2 separate regions of the Hordeum vulgare genome follow, and region 1 is linked to region 2. A link is a contact called in public Hi-C data. All regions are on one chromosome and are shown on one strand. Each heading gives the region's core, a stretch centred on a gene start, on an enhancer-like site or on the middle of the called end of the contact. The rest is flanking DNA. Distances are from core to core; before and after follow the strand shown.

Region 1 (2,700 bases), core at 126-2,625, 150 kb before region 2:
AGATCTCGACTCAAGGAATCCAATGATAAAAACGTTCGAGATTAAAATGCACAATCTAAAAGATAATACGTTTTGAATAAACGGACCTGTGAACAAAAGAAAATTTTCATATTATGACGAGTGACGCACATGCTACTTGTCGCAATCTAAGGAAGTGGAAAGGGACATTTGCAAAAGGTGCTACTTAATTAGTAATTTCTAAAAAAAATCCTCATTTTTTAACCGCAAAAAAAAAAATCCTCGCTTCATGCAGTCCCCACCCCCATAATGGGTTGGTCCACCGATGAAGGGAGGGCAGCCTCCTTTTTTACGTTTCTTATTTGATTGCTTTTATTTACATTCCTGAAATGTATACATATTTTGTGCAAATGACAAAAAAGGATAGATGTTTGTTTACAAAAAAATGTTCATGCAATATGAAAAAATGTTAATAGCATTTTACAAATGTAGTTGTGACATTCCAAAAATGTTCACGCATACGGAAAAAATGTTCGGGACAATTCAGAAAAAATGTTTATAGAATGTAAACAAAATGTTTTCGTAAATCGAAAAATGTTGTTTTGTACTCCCTCCATCCCTAAATAAGTGTCACAAATTTAACACTAAACTAGTACAAAGTTTGTACTAGGTTAACGACACTTATTTTGGAACGGTGGGAGCATATGTCAGAAAAAATCACGTGAAATTTAGGAAAGAATCACTTGTTTCAAAAACATGTACATGATATTTTAAAAAACAACTTATAAAATGTAAAACACATAATTTCACGTAATATAGAAAAATGTGAAATGCCATTCAAAAGAATGTACATGACATTTTCATGAAATATTGACGCTTTTCGTAAAAATATTTATGACACATAAAATATTTTAATACATTGTAAAGGAAATTATGTAGTTTAAAAAACATGGGCGTGCAATTTTAAAGTAATTAAATTAGTTGAACAATGTTTAACATGAATTAAAAATGTTCAAAAAAATATTTAAAAGTATTTACATTATGCATTTGATCAGTGTTCAGCGTGTATTAAAAAAATCATGTATAGTAAAAATGTACATTGCGTATAGAGAAAAGTAGATATCTGTTGGTTATTTTTAAATTGAAACTAAAAGAAGAATGAGAAACCGAAGGAAAGCGGTGAAAAACAGGAAAATCGAAATCAGGAAAGTAACGAAGCAAAAAAAAAACAGAAAATTGGTAAGAAAAACAGAGGGAACAGACTCGAGCGAGAGGCGTAACAGTACTGAATCCGCCCACTCTCTTGTCCCTTACCGGATTACGTTTTGTAATTGGCGAGAAATAGCCCTGATTCCGAGCAGCCACACTATCGTTTTGTAGAAGAGTTGCTATGTATCGCTTCTAGCTACTAGCACGCACGCCTCATGCGAGACCACAGACTCGCTCCAAGTTCCAATGTACCAGGCCAGGCCCAGCCCGACGTCGAATGAAAGCGTTTATCTGTGCACGATAAATAAAGGTTTTTTCTGTTTATAATTTTGGAGACAAATATATATACATACGATATTAATTTACTTAGTTTCGAAAAAAGCATTTTTTTTGTTCATGTAAGTATTCACATCATTCAAGTAAATGTTGGCCACACTACAAAACTGTTCACACGTTGAAAAGAATTCCATGTTGCGTAGGTTTATATAAATGTTCATGATATTGAAGAAATGTTCGATATATATTTAAAATAATTTAAACGCATATTAAGAAAAATTAATGATGATATTGAAAAATATGTTCATAGCATATTTTTAAAGATGTTCATGCATTTAAAAAATGGTTAAACCATATAAAAAATGTTCATGACATTTGAAGCATGGTCAACATGAACTTTAGAAAACCATCGTGCATTAAAAAAATTGTGATTTTAAAAAAGAATTTTTTGTGTATGGAAAATATATTGTGTTAAAAAAGTATCATATGTTTTTCAAAAAAATCATTAGATCTTAAAAACAATGTATTTTAATAAACTATTTACCATATATTTAGAAAAATGATTGGCTTGTATTACAAAATTGTTCAACGTGTGTTTAAATAATGTTCATCATGTACTAAAGAATGTTCACCGTGCATATAAAACTGGTTCAATCTGGGCTCAACTTGTGTTCAGAAAAAATGTTCAGCGTGTATTGAAAAGTAATTAGCAACATGTATGTGATAATTTTTCAACCTATATTTCCTAGAATGTTCAAAGTGTCTTCTGAAAAAGTCCACATCTATTTGTAATATTAATAACTAAAACTCAAGGTAATATCAGCGGAAACTGAAAAGAAAACCAACACAAAACCGAAAGTCAACCGGAAGAAGCAACAAACAGAAGAAAGAAAAAAGGCGTTGAAAACCACTAGAAAAACACAAAGAACAAATAGCCACGTTGAAGGTTCTATAACCAGTTCATACTTGTCAACTGGATTAGCCCAATATGGAAACTGTTAAGGCGAGGCTAACTTGCATCTTGTAGTAGATGCCAGAAAGTTTTTTCTCACACGCATGGCTAACGTCGTGATCGTCACTTCGTAAGGCGAGCGTCTCATCTGCGTGGTGTAGGTCGGTCATTAGTACGTAAGATTGCTAGCACAGTTTGTTAGTTTCTTTTTCTACTTCTCATTTAATTCATTATTTTTCAGTAAGAATACAGTTCATTTTGTGCCCTTTTATATTCCATTAAGTTATATCATATCATAATTTTGT
Region 2 (2,827 bases), core at 144-2,643:
GCGATAAAATAACTACACTAGCTGTGTTGCCGCTCTGCTATATTACTACTGTTTACATTTGCCTTTGTGATAGCTGAGGTAGATTGTACATTTTGCCTTTGTGATGGCCGAGGCAGATCGATGGAGCGCACGCCTTTGGTTTAGCTTTCCAGGACGCTTGACAAAAGGAGCGAAGCCAATGAGCGGGGTGAAGAGGAATATGGAATCCACACGTAGTATGGAGCCCGTGGGAAGGCGATAGGCTGGAGCCGCCGGCGGGTGCATGGCCGGCGCCGCGCCCATACCGTGGCGTGGACGTGACGAGCCCTACCGGCGGCACGGCGTCCAACAAAAGTTAACGACTAATTCTGCAGCCTGCCCTGCGACTGCAAAGCAAAGTGTGGCTGCTGGCCTGCTGCTGTACCTGGAATTTCAGGAATGAACGCAGGCAGGAGAGGCGCATGCCGCAGCGGGAGGAGATCCCGATAAAGCAAGTGAGGGGCGGCGAAAGAGACGGATCCCGGGCCTCCTTGTCGCGTCGTCTCGCCTCGCATGAACATACGTACACATTGCTCTTTTTCCTTTTGCATGTAACTGTATATATAAAGCTGCATCTGCATTGGCATGCAGCACGTGAAATCAGGCTCACGGTAAAAAGATCCGACTGATGCATGATGCATCATTCAAGTCGAAAGTAGCAACCAATGATGGAATCACATCAACTTTCCGTCACTTACGTATTTTTAGCGGAAGTAGCAGGGATACAAGATGGCCACAAAAACCAGAGAAATACCCTACAACTGACCATACTGTTATTTACTGTCCCTGCTACGTTACTCCAATCCGTTTAAGAATCACGCGAGTGGAGCAAAATCACGAGAGCGGTCTGACCAGTCAATGTTTGTATGCTTAGTACCCGCAAAAAAAAAAAAATGCTGGATATGACTAAACCGGAGTGATCGTACTGTTTTGGGTCCCGGCCAACAGTAAGAGGACAAAGCAGCGTTCCGTTTTGGTCGCCAAGACGTGAACATCGTGAATTGCACCTACGAGAGCGAGTTGGACACTGTTCTCAGTTCTCAAACCATCTGTGATGGCGCGGTCCATGACGCTGGACCATCCTTCTTCCGTGTCCTCAAATAAGGCCACGCGTATATGTATTCTCACATAGCCACATGCCCACATAGGTTTAAGAAATAGTACGATTTCGATACGTCTCAATCGATGATGGGAACCAGTACAGAAAGTTGAAGGGTTGATTTCCTTCCCCATAAAATTTTGGCCAAAATTTGAGTATAGAAATACGGAGGAAAATAGAAAATCTACAGAGGGCAAAAGCCTATCCACTCTGACACAAGCAACAACACACAACGGCAAGCCGGGAAGGGGATGCACTTATCTGAAGCAATGGGAAGCTTGCAACATGCCGGCCAGAGTGCCTATCTGCCGCCCTCTGCGGCAAACAACCGCCATCTCGCACTGGGCGTGCCCGACTGGGCTGACCCATTTTACCGCCCTTTCGCACAGGGTGTCACCGACTGGCCTGGCAAACCCCCGACGCGAGCGGAAGACCAGCGGAGCTCCTCACCAGCGCGGGATTCACTCGCCAGCGAACGCTCCTTCCTAAGCCTTTTATCCAGCACTCCCGCATGTCGTTACTTGGTGCGTTCTCTGTCGTCGCCATGTCTCGCGTTTTGGGTGTTTTCTCTGGATTTTGTTTTTTATTTCCCCCTGCACGCCTGTGCTACTAGGACGGCACAATATGTTTTTTTGCAGCGGCGAAGCCACGTTGAGAAAAGTGTAGTCAATTGACCACACAGCTTTTTGGTAAATCCTTTGTACACAAACAGATGTCATGTATTTATTTTTATAAATTTAGTTAAAAACACATGTATTTGATAGCATAGATTTAAAATACCATCGCAGGCTTTTGATCCTGGGACTGCCACTAGTTTTTGAACGGTTCTAGAACATTCCCTGAACTGTTTTTTTCATTCTTCAATATTTTCATTTATTCCTTTTCTTATTCATTTTGTTTTTCAATTTCCTTTTCTCCTTTTTTTTCTTTTCTCTTTACATTTTTAATCTCATTTCAATTTTAACTTTTTGGTTTTTTTTTCTTTTTCTTCTTGATTTTATCTTTATCCTTTCTGATTCTTTTCATATTTCCAAAAGTTTTTTGCGACCGCGCTAATTTTTTAAATCGCATTTAATCCATTAAACCATGGACATTATTAAAATTCATACATAATGTTGCAAGGTTTTATCAACTTTGTTTTATCAACTATGCACATTTTTCGGAAACTACCAAAGATGTTTTTTGATTTGTTGAACAGTTTTGATTCAACAAATATATTTTTCAATTGTTATTAGTTTTCACAATCAACAAACATTTTCTTTTTTGAAATGTCAGCGACATTTGTTGAATTCATGAGCATTGTTTTAATCAGCAACTGTTTTTGATTTGATGAAAAGTTTTTGAATCTATTAACAGTTATTTGAATATTAGAACATTCTTTGAATATATAAATATTTTTAGATCCCGTGAATTTTTATATGCATGAATAATTTGATTCAGCAAACTCTTTTTCAATCGATTTTTTAAAATAATTCACGGTCATTGTTTATTTTTCTCAACATTTCTTGAAAAAACATGAACCACTTTTATTCAATTCTTTTGTTTAAATTCTATTACATTTTTCAATACATGAACATTTCTTCAAAACTTATGAACATTTTTCGAAGTACAAAAGTTTTAAAATTTCTGGAGTTATATTCCAAAATCTAAAATTTGGGAACTTTGATGAAATACATAAATATTAAAAAAATATAAAAAAACAGGTTATAA

Evidence for each region. Hi-C and Micro-C count contacts between places; a contact is called where the count stands out from the background.
Region 1: a Hi-C map of leaf shows a contact between it and region 2, with 4 times the contacts expected there. The contact joins two enhancer-like sites. A contact is called at or near these places in 2 of 6 Hi-C or Micro-C datasets (leaf and seedling).

Annotation. Positions count from the first base shown.
Region 1 is chr5H:522,919,741-522,922,440 of MorexV3_pseudomolecules_assembly, reverse strand. No RefSeq gene overlaps it. Among protein-coding and RNA genes, the nearest start is that of LOC123398273, 53 kb to the left of the region's middle. Within about 2 kb of position 1,375, at least 2 of the 3 cell types and tissues checked have open chromatin away from gene starts, as enhancers often do. A contact at or near this core is called in leaf, where this site is marked.
Region 2 is chr5H:522,771,692-522,774,518 of MorexV3_pseudomolecules_assembly, reverse strand. No RefSeq gene overlaps it. Among protein-coding and RNA genes, the nearest start is that of LOC123398267, 59 kb to the right of the region's middle. Within about 2 kb of position 1,393, at least 3 of the 3 cell types and tissues checked have open chromatin away from gene starts, as enhancers often do. A contact at or near this core is called in leaf, where this site is marked.